2 separate regions of the Mus musculus genome follow, and region 2 is linked to region 1. A link is a contact called in public promoter capture Hi-C data. All regions are on one chromosome and are shown on one strand. Each heading gives the region's core, a stretch centred on a gene start, on an enhancer-like site or on the middle of the called end of the contact. The rest is flanking DNA. Distances are from core to core; before and after follow the strand shown.

The links. Capture Hi-C pulls out chosen DNA fragments and counts their contacts.
Region 2: a promoter capture Hi-C map of liver shows a contact between it and region 1. The contact joins two enhancer-like sites. A contact is called at or near these places in 2 of 15 datasets of contacts at CTCF or cohesin (CD8 T cells and the NIH/3T3 cell line), 15 of 484 Hi-C or Micro-C datasets (the Ba/F3 cell line, the G1E-ER4 cell line, bone marrow-derived macrophages and 5 more), 10 of 115 datasets of contacts at active chromatin or transcription factors (the HPC-7 cell line, the NIH/3T3 cell line, T-cell acute lymphoblastic leukemia and 5 more) and 4 of 9 other capture datasets (adipose tissue, embryonic stem cells, liver and 1 more).

What each region holds. Positions count from the first base shown.
Region 1 is chr11:106,953,902-106,959,474 of GRCm38.p6, forward strand. No RefSeq gene overlaps it. Among named protein-coding and RNA genes, the nearest start is that of Smurf2, 36 kb to the left of the region's middle. Within about 2 kb of position 3,465, at least 106 of the 459 cell types and tissues checked have an H3K27ac peak or open chromatin away from gene starts, as enhancers often do. A contact at or near this core is called in hepatocytes and liver, where this site is marked.
Region 2 is chr11:106,840,685-106,846,159 of GRCm38.p6, forward strand. It overlaps Smurf2 (SMAD specific E3 ubiquitin protein ligase 2), which reads right to left. Exons shown (of 19, transcript NM_025481.3): 10 at 5,299-5,457; 11 at 916-1,111. Among named protein-coding and RNA genes, the nearest start is that of Cep95, 54 kb to the left of the region's middle. Within about 2 kb of position 1,572, at least 4 of the 459 cell types and tissues checked have an H3K27ac peak or open chromatin away from gene starts, as enhancers often do. A contact at or near this core is called in hepatocytes and liver, where this site is marked.

The DNA of each region.
Region 1 (5,573 bases), core at 2,215-4,714:
GCAATCCACTCCTGCAAGTTATTCTCTGACCTCCACACACTTGGCAAGTAAATAAAGAAATGCAATAAAAAAATGCCAAGCTATAGTTATGAAGAATATGCCAGGATTGGAGAAGTGGCTCAGCTATTAAGAGCACTGGCTGCTCTTATAGAGGCCCAGGGTTCTATTCCCAGCATCCATGTGGTGTGGGTCACCACCATCCATAACTCCAGTTGCAGGGGATCCACCTCCTCCAGCACTAGATATCCACACACGGCACACACATACATGTAGGCAAAACACTCGTAGATATAAAATAAATAAGCCCAAAAAAACGGTTTTTTAAAGAATCTGTCAAAACATGGGAGGAAATGCTTCCAAAGAAATTTGCCAAGTGAAACAGGAAGGAGATGGACTTCACAAAAACCAAGACTATGACTACATTCGGCAAACACGCACCAAGGAGAGTCACATGGCCGTACCCCAGAAGGGAGGGTGATTTTGCTGGAATGTGGGATGACTGATCCCCCCCACCTTCCCCCCTCCCCAAACTTCTCTGTGAAGCGGTGACATCAGCATAATTTTCAAAGTTTTGCTTTTTAATAACGGTGTTTTGCTCTTGCGTGTTTTTCTTTTCTGCCTCGGGAGACTTTATGAAAATGATAGTCGAGAAATAAAAGCTTGTAAACCCACAAATATGGGTTGGATGGGTGGGTGGGGGGGGACCAGAGAAAAAGATCTCATGGTTGGAAAATTCCAGAATGTTTTGGGAGGGAAGGAGCTGGTGGAGGGATGGTAACAGACACCACAGAGCTGTGAAGGGAAAGACCAGAAAGCCCAGGCAAAGTGGTGATTAAAGTGAAGTATGTCACTTGCGGACAGGACAGGAGACTCCTCTTCTGGGAGACAGGGCTGATTCACCGTGTGTGCCCTCAGGCCGAGACACCTAAAAGTGCCCTCGCCTCTTTTCTCCCAACTGCACAGGGGCCGCTCTGTTTAACATCGCTAGCTTCTATTCTGGAGCGGCCAGAGAGTTGATTGCTATTTGGCAAGGAACGTGAAAGGTTGGAATAAAAGGTACAGCAGGCTGGATGTGGGTCACTGAGACTCAAGAAACCCTTTAAAATATCCAGGAAGCAGCTTCATGGCTGCAGGTGCAGCTTCAGGCAGGCGTGGGCCAAATGCTCCTGTCCCTATCCCCAAAACCACAGAGAGGGCAATGGAGGTAATGACATCTCCAATATTACAAGGGGGTGGAGAGGAAGAGGAGGAGGAAGAAGAGGAAGAAGAAGAGGAGGAGGAAGAAGGAGGGAGGAGGAGGAGGAGGAGGAGGAGGAGGAGAAGGAGGAGGAGGAGGAGGAGAAGAAGGAGAAGGAGAAGGAGAAGGAGAAGGAGAAGGAGAAGGAGAAGGAGAAGGAGAAGGAGAAGGAGAAGGAGAAGGAGAAGGAGAAGGAGAAGGAGAAGGAAGAAGAAGAAGAAGAAGAAGAAGAAGAAGAAGGAGAAGGAGAAGGAGAAGGAGAAGGAGAAGGAGAAGAAGAAGAAGAAGAAGAAGAAGAAGAAGAAGAAGAAGAAGAAGAAGAAGAAGAAGAAGAAGAAGAAGAAGAAGAAGAAGAAGTTGTTATTTTAACTGGAGCAGTGCTGGCCCACTGTGTAGACAGGATCAGGGGGAGACTCCCAGACCAGGCAGCTACTTCCTCTAAAAGCTGATACTGTGGCCTCTCCTTGGTCCCCACTCAGTAACTCCATCTTCCCTTAGTTCTGAAGCCCTGTCAAGTGCCCACCCAGCATCCCTCCCTACTCCATCTTGCTCCTAAATGCCTAGCTGCTAAAGAAAGGGAGCACTGGAGTCCTTCACTCCTGCTAGAGTGATTTAAAGGGCTTCCCAAGATGCAGAGCTGCCGTTCATTCCACAGTCTCACCCGATCTAATGGATGGTTTTCCTTGACTGACCTTCGGGCTTCCTTTTTGGTTTTCATGTAGTCCAGGCTGGTCTCAGATTCATAATGTAGCTGAAGATGGCCTGTAATTTCTGATCCTCCTGCCTCTACTTCTCAAGTCCTGGGACTCCAGGTGTGCACTACCACACCTAACTTATGCATTGGCAGGGATCGAACCTAGGACTCTGTGTGTGCTCAGCTAACCCACTGAGCTGCATCCCCAGGCCCCAACCTCATGTATTTTGTTCTAGTGATGGAAAGGTGACCACTGGTTTGCAGTATTCTTATTGTTTGTGGTACTAGGATGTGAGCCAGGGACTCACACATGGTAGGCAAATGCTCTACTATTGAGCTCCGTTCGCAGCCCTCTTTTTATTTTTATATTATTTTATTTGTTGATGGGGTTTTTTTTGTTTGTTTTTTATAAATTGGAGGGAGGGGAAGAGCGTGTATGTATCCTGTTGTAAATGTGGAGGTCAGAAGACAACTTTGGGGAATTGGTTCTCTCATTTCACCATATGGGGTCTAGGGGTCAAATCATGTCTTCAGGCTTGGCACTTTACCCACTGAGCCAGCTCACTTGCCCTTATTTACTGACAGGGTCTCACTATATAATCCAAACTGGTCTGGGTACATAATTTAGAATAGCTTCAAACATGTGATCCTCCTGCCTCAGCCTCGCAAGTGTTACCTTTGTCTCCGTGTGTTTTCACACACCCTACATCTGAGCCCACCAGCAGGTCCTATGACCTCTCTAATCTGCCTATCACTCTCACTGCCACCACCAGTGGCCCAAGCCACCAATCTCTCCCTGGACTGGTCTCCCTGATTCCACATCCTGTCCTCACCATCTTCGGGTAACTGTCACTCCAGCTCTCCAAGAATCCCTTTACGGACATCTCAATTAAAAGCCAGTGCTTTCCTTTCCCGTGCAGTGTAGAGTAAAAGCCAAAGTCCACGCTACCATAGAGAAGCCTCTCTGGTTTTAATTCCTGCATCTTCCCCCTCCTCACACACTCTATTCAGCTCCCTATCCTTTCTCTTATTCGCCAACCTGTCCACACATGAACATCCGCAACCCCAGGGCCTTTGCATGTACTCTTTCCCTTTCCCAGAAGACTCTTGGCCTCCCCCCCACCCCAATTCCCTCTCTCCTCTTCTCCAAATGTTTGCTCAAAATTCCCTTTGCAGCAAAAGCTTCCTCGGCCACCCCATTTAATAATTTATACTTCCCTCATACCCAGAATTCATATTCCCCCCCCCCAGCTTTGTCCTCTCTACTTAGCATTTATCACTATTTTGCATGCTATAATGTTTTACATTTCTGTTTAGATTCCCAATTGTCCCTCCCAGTGGGACATAGTCGCTATGAGGACATTGGTGGATAGGCTTTGTTTACTGCCATAGCCCAGCATCTTGAACAGGGCCCGGAACATAGTAGTTATTTAACAAATATTTATTAAGTCAGTGAATGAATGGACCCTTGCCCTAGATCTTTTCCTGATTATCTGTGCCCAAGAAGCCAGTGATCAATAATGGTTGCTAAGCACCTGCCAAAGGTCAGAGTTGCAGATGAAACTATGTTCCTCTGCGCTCTCCCACGGTGGGTGCAGGGACCTGGGAAGGGCGGAGAGCTGCGATAGATATCTCTGACAGGGAAGGAAGATGGGATTCAGTACTAGAAATAAGAGGAAGGATGTCTCCGCCCGTCTGCTCCGAGGCTGAGCCCTGCCTGGCAGGCTGCCTGCTCCCAGAAACAGGAAGTATCCAGAGGGGAAGTGACTGCAGACTCAGAGAGGGATGAAATTCCCTGTGCCTGAGACAGAACACTTGAAGCTAGTCACTCTGGAGTCTTCCAAGAGTCCATGCCTGGGGGATGAGTAAAATCCATTCCACGGTGCCTCCGTGACTCATTTTGGACGGCAAGCGATCTGCAGCTTCAAGTCAGGGCGAGCAGGTGCTTCCTCTTCTGGGGTCCCCAGCTGGGGTGACTGGATGCTGAACCAGGGAGGGTGGGTGGTACCATTGGACTGCTTCTGTGCCAGCATCTCCCAGAGTGGAAAGTGTGCCCCTCAAGAGGCAGGTAGGAATTGGTGCTCCATGGACCATAGCTTCTAGAAACAGCTATGCAAGAAAGTATTCCTGAGATTAAGATCTAAAGATCAGTCTTGGCTTCCTTGACTCCAGGCCAGAGGTAAACAACCTACAAAGCCATTACGTCTTTGCAAACCTACCTTCTATTTGTTTAGCTATGTGTCTAGAGACAGAATAAAAACACCCTGATAAAAACAACTTGAGAGAGAAAAGGTCCACTTTAGCTCACGGTTCCAGGCTACCGTCCATCATGGCTGCAGGAGTTTGAGGAAACCAGCCCACAGATCTATAGTCGGAAGAGTAGTAGAAAATACAAGCATGCCTATACTCAGCTTGCTTCCTCTTCTTATACAGTTCAGAATGCCCTGTCTAGGGAATGGTTCCACCCACAGTGGATCTCCTCGCCTCAATTAATATTATCAAGGGACTAGAGAGATCTCAGCCATTAAGGGCACTTGATGCTCTTAAAGAGGACCCAGCTTTGATTTCTAGCACCCATACAGTGGCTCTCTGCTCCATTTCCAGTGGATCTGCTGTTGTTCTGCCTTGCTTGGCTCTGAACTGTTGACCGAAGGGCTATAAGGTCATAAAACACATACCAGGAAACCTGTGGTGAAAAAATAAGTTGGTTGTTTAAGGACAGCACAGAAAACACAGTGCTCAGGTGGAAACAGGCAGAGACATCAATTCATTTCCAGAAGAACAGAAAACCACCCTGTGTAACCACACTGATCTACCTACAGACAAGCCCTGGGCTTTATGTTTATGATGAAGCGCAGTGGGCAGCTCAAAGCGAGGATGTTATTATGAGCATTTAAATCATGCTAATAAAAGCTGCAGTTGTTTTTAATCCCTTCCTGAAAACCAAAGCAAGCCATCTTTAAGCCTGCCCTTTGATAAGAGTTTAAAGATAGCAGGAGGTGTCATTCCCACGTGTGGCTTCTAGCTCGCTTATTTACAGAGCAGAGCTCATGCGTTAAGAATTTCCAAGGCTTGGGGCTGGAGAGATGGCTCAGCAGTTGAGAGTACTGGCTGCTCTTCCAGAGGACCTGGATTCAATTCCCAGCACCCACATGGCAGCTCACAATTGTCTATAATTCCAGTTCCAGGGGATCTGACACCCTCACACAAACATAAATCCAGGCAAAACACCAAAGCATATAAATAAACAAATAAATCATAAATTAAAAAGTGTTGGGGTTTTTTTGTTGTTTGTTTGTTTGTTTTGCCTAAGCATTTGGCCTTGAATATCTTTGCAGTGGTCATTGTATCTATCTCTGTGTACCCTGTGTGCTTCCTGTCAGGGAATTAGGGGCTCCTCCTCTGCAGTGGAAGTAGCCCAGAGTGGCGGTAACCATAGAGACCCCTAGGGCCAAAGCAGGCATCGCCCTTCATGCTCTAGACATGCTGAGCAAGCCTGTCCTAACCAGGCTAGTGCGTCATAATCAGCACAAACTGATCCATCTTACAGTCCCAGAGCCCAGCTCAATGGGTAGAGTGCTTGTCTAGCATGCACGCAGCTCTGGGTTCAATCCCCAACACTGCATAAACTGGCAGTGAGGC
Region 2 (5,475 bases), core at 322-2,821, 120 kb before region 1:
AGGATCTACTTATCATTTCAAGCCTTACTTCTCTCCATGAGCTCCAAGATTGCAGCCTTGGCCATGACTATGATCCTGGCCCGAGTGCACTAACAGCCTCTAATGAAGACTCCTTTGCCTCCCAAGACTGGGAACCCTGGACCTCTGGATCCTTCCAGTGCACAAGCATCACCTATTATTATTTAGTGTTTTCCAAGTGGGAAGAAGTTCTTTTTACAAATGACACTGTAAAAAGCTCATCAGGAGGCAGATCTCTGAAGTTTGAGGCCAGCCTAGTCTACAGAGTGAGCTCAGGACAGCCATGGCTAAACGGGGACAGACAGACAGACAGACAGACACACACACACACACACACACACACACATGGGAGGGGGAGAGAGAGAGAGAAGCAAAAAAAGAAAATAAGGAAGGAAAGAAAAATAAAAGAAAAAAAGAAAAGAACGAAAATACCTTTACTCCAATCAGATAAGAGCTCCAAAAGTGTATTCTTAGAAAGAGTAAAAGGGGCCTGGAGAGATGACTCAGTGGTTAAGAGCACTGGCTACTCTGCCAAAGGAATTGAACTGCCTGAGTTCAATTCCCAGCAACCACACAGTGGCTCACGACCATCTGTAACGGGATCTGATGCTCTCTTCTGTATATACAGAATATTCATAGATTAAAAATATATATACATAAATAAACTAATAGAAAAAGAGTAAAGCAAAGTCCAGGCATGATGGTACATGCCTTTAATTTCAGTCTTTGAGGGAGGGAGGCAGAGGCAGATGTTTGCGAACAGCCTGGTCAATACAAACAGGTCCAGGCTAGCCAGAGCTACACAGTGAGACTGTCTCAAAACAAAGGGAAAAAAAAAAAAGAGCAAATCACTAAATTTAATTTTCTTCTAATTGGAATTAAGGATTATATATTTACCTCAAAAATCTCTTCCCTAGACACCTCAATACGGCAGTGGCCAGCTTGAGGCTGCTGTTGGGAAAGTTCTTGCCGCAAGATTTTTAGTTTTTGAACCAAATCTCGCTTGTATCTTGGCACTGTCAGACACTCAGTGTCATCGGGACACAATGGCACCACTTGCTGTTGCTGTTGGTCTTTCAACTGGTTCTGACGACTGTAAGTAAACAGAAATGTTATCAAAGTACTTTAGAACATACAAGGTTGCAATTCTACATTTAAGTCAGCATTAGCCTATAAGAGAAATCTATCAATGTCTAAGCCTTATGAGGCAGATCAGCAGCCCCATAGAACTGGTTACTGAGGCTCTATTCACAAAGCCTTATGCAGATGCTAAGAAGAACTGCTCAGATACCATTTCCTCTACAGCATACCATCACCTAATTTAAAGCTCAGGCAGGTGCAATAAATCCCATCATCTAGAGTGTTTTTCTGGAAGAACCAAATAGAAGCCTAAACTGGCAGTGCAGTGGAGACCTTCCCCCCCACACCTGATTCTGTCTAAACCACAAAAATAAAAAACAGTGAAGCAGCCTGCCTCCTCAGCTATGCCAGGGTACGTAAGGTGCGGTTATATAAGGGATGATGTCAACACTGGTCAGACAACAGTTGGGATGCCAATCTGCAGCCTGCAAGGCCTCGGACAATGTCCAGAGTCCTTACTAAGCAAATTATTCTCTTGAACTAGGTAAGCCTGACAAACAGAAAAGATTCAAGTTGTAATCTTTGTTCATAGTTACTTTTAAAAGTTTTCTTTAATTATAAGGTAGAGTTTCTGTCATGGCATTAAAAATATCAGGCATAGTGTTAAAGGGTGAGAACAGGAAGAGGAAGGGGGAAAGATCCTCCAGTCAGGCTGAGCTCAAAGCCCAGCTGCAGCACCTTTATGTACCTCTGGGAAAGCAGGGAAACTGCCTGAGGCTCCGTTTTTCTCACTGGTGAAGAGAGGACTGAATGTATAAAGTATGCCTTTCAAGCAAGATCTTTTTTTCTTTTTTTTTAAAGATGTATTCATTTTATGTGTATAAGTAGCTGTCTTCAGACACACCAGAAAAGGGCAGATCTCATTACAGATGGTTTGAGAATTGAACTCAGAACCTCTGAAAGAATAACCAGTGCTCTTAACCGCTGAGCCATCTTTCCAGCCATACAAGATTCCTTTTCAAAATTGGGGTTTGGGCAAAGGATATGTATCCTTGGCTACGAGATTTACTGAGTCCTAGTGACAATATTTTGCAATAGTTTAATAATGTTGTATCTTGACACTTACAGATTATATGGTGAGGTATCAAATACAGGAACAATTTAACTGCATAACATCAAAAACATCCCTTTACAGAGAGTAACCACAGTATCTCAGGAAAAACTCTGAAGGAGAGAACTGAGGGAGATTCCGGTAGCCACAATACAACTGCAGGCTGCTCTCAATGTGCACACTACACACAAGTCTACCTCACTGCTTCTCTCAAAAAAGTAATCCCCAACTCTTTTAGTTTAAATTCAAGACTGCACTCTAAAATTTAACTTGCCTACTCTATTTTTTCCTGGCTTAGATAATTGCCCTCTACATGATTTGTATAGCAATCTACATTTCCCCCTCACTTCCTAAAATGTTGAAACAGGAAAAAACAAAACAAAACAAAAAGTAAAAAACGAAGAAACCCTTTAGAATCAAAGCAATCTACAAAATGTTTGTTAAGGTTATAATTCATACATAACAGCTCCCTAAAAGTCAGACTAATAGTTAAACTAACTTCAAGATTTTATTATTTGGATAACAGCCAAAGTATTTACTCCAAGAACATTGTTGCCACAGAGACACTTACCCACCCTTCTTCCCCCCAACTCCCCCAACTGGATAGGCTTAAAAAATTATACAAAGGAATAAAAACCACATTATAAGCCAGGCATGGTACCCCATATTAGAAGCCAGGTCATCTTCTGCTACTTAGTAAGTTTAAGGCCACAGGGGGCTCTCAAAGACCCTGTCTATTAGTGCTATCAAATAAGGTAGCAATGAGTCAAGCCAGGTCTGGTGGTGTAGGCACCTAAAGCACAGAATCAGGGGCTGCTAAGGCCACAGAGAGAGTTCAGGACCAGACTGGGAACTCAGTGATACCCTGACTCAAAATAACACACACAAGAAGCTCACCACAATAGGAGGAAAAGAAAATCAAAGAATCCAGCACTTGGGCTGGAGAGATGGCTCAGTGGTTAAGAGCACTGGCTGCTCTTCCAGAGGTCTTGAGTTCAATTCCCAGCAACTCATGGTGGCTCACAACCATCTGTAATGAGGTCCAATGTATTCTTCTGGTATGTCTGAAGACAGCTACAGTGTACTCATATAAATACAAATAAATAAATCTTTAAAAAAGAGAAAAAAGGATCCAGCACTTGAGAAGCCCAGGCAGGAAAACAACAAAGGCAACCTGGATAAGACCAGTTGCAACAGGCTTATGCAACAAAGCTAAACCTACCTCCAAATAAATATCACGACAAAATGCAAATTAAAATACCATCAGCCAGGTGGTGGTGGCGCACGCCTTTAATCCCAGCACTCGGGAGGCAGAGACAGGTGGATTTCTGAGTTCGAGGCCAGCCTGGTCTACAGAGTGAGTTCCAGGACAGCCAGGGCTACACAGAAAAACCCTGTCTCGAAAAACCAAAAAACCAAAAAAAAAAAAAAAAGAAGACGAACCAAGTGTTAGGCCCATGACTTTACTGGGGTATCCCATAAGGAAATCAAGGCCAGGGAGGGTGAACAGATGGGTAAATAAAGTCAGTACTAACAAGGGTTTACCAGTGCTCATAGAGTTAGTAAAAGATTGATCTGAACTTACTACCCACGAAAAATAAAAATATTTTAATACATTCATTTATTTATTTAGGGCACAGCTATACCATCATGTTCACAGGGGCTACACAGAGAAACCCTGTCTCGAAAAACAAACAAACAAACAAACAAGGTCTATTAACATAATGACTCTGACAAGGTAATCATAAATATTAAAAGTGCTAGACATAGTGGCGCACGCCTTTGATCCCAGGACTAGGGAGACAGAGAATGGTGGACCTCTGAGTTCAAAGTCAGCCTGGTCTACGTGGTGAGTTCTAGAATGGCCAGATCAAGAAGAGCCTGTTGGGGGAGGGTGGTGGAAAGAGACAACCTCCCCACCCCCAATTTTTTTCAAAGCAGCAACAAAGACACATATTAAATGGGTTCTTTTGTATTATTCTAAACAAGTAGTAGCCAGTTCTCATTTAATTTATCCTATTGAATCTACCCCTAAAAAAATTAATGAAGCAAGAATATTTCCCAAAATCATCCCTGACCTCTATTAGTTTTATTCTATTCTAACATTTAGCACAATATTTATTGCACACATTAATGAATGAAGAAAGCAGAGCAGGTAGTATTTATTTAGAGATTCTAAATTGAGTTACTCTGTGGATACAACTTTGTTCTCAGGATTCAAAGAAGCCACGGTCTGTTGTTCTACCACTACCCAAGTATCTTTCCCAAAACTGGTGACAAAGACACACTGCTGCTTTCCTGATGATGACGCTCCCTTTCCTCCCTTGTTTCCTCAGAAGACAATGCCAGTAAGTAATGAGGTTGGGAGAAAATGGGCAACTAGAGAGAAATCAAAGTAAAAGATGCAAATGTGGTACAAAAACCATGCAGTACAGACATGATCAGAAACCAAAGCACTGATAGGTCTGAATCTAGGAGCACTTCAAGTTGGGAAAATTATAGAGAGTCAACCTCTGCTTGTTCCCTCATCTGGAGAAATATTTACCAGGAAGAAACTTAATACATGCAAGAACAACACTTTACACACAGAAAGTGCTACTGAGATTTCTGTCAGTCACTGTTATCAGCTGTATGAAATAGGATGGCAACACAGAAGTAGCCTGCTCAGTCTCAGCTTCTGGTCAAGCTACAGCCTCTGTAAACAGCCTTCTTGCCTGAGCACTTCTCATGCATACTTCTTCTAACATTTCAGTACTGGTTCCTGTTTGAGCACAGTGAAAGTAAGATATGCACTACGTCAGAATAAAATATCCCATTTTCTTTCATATACTCTGATCAGTAAAAGTAAATTATAGCTAGGCATGGTAGCTCATGTCTACAATCCAAACACTGAAGAAGCAGTGGCAGGAAGAACTGTCAGGCCACACCAGTAATTCAAAGCCAACCTGGACTATCCCCTTGAGAACTCATCATAAATATAAATCAATATTGTAAATTTAAGAGATTGCATATTCTTTCACATTATAAAAAGCACATATATATCCTCTTGTTTAGAACAATATTTTCACATGTACTGCTTCAAAACTTACTTTAAAACTAAATGCAAGTTAGCAGAGAGCCGGGGATCTGTAAATTGTGTTGTTCTGTTGTTATGGTCAACGAAATAAACTCTTCCTGTTGCGGTATTGCGGATCTCCCATCCAGGAGGCAAAGGACCGAGCTCTTCACAATTGATGTTGCTAAGATCCCTGCAAAACAAATATACA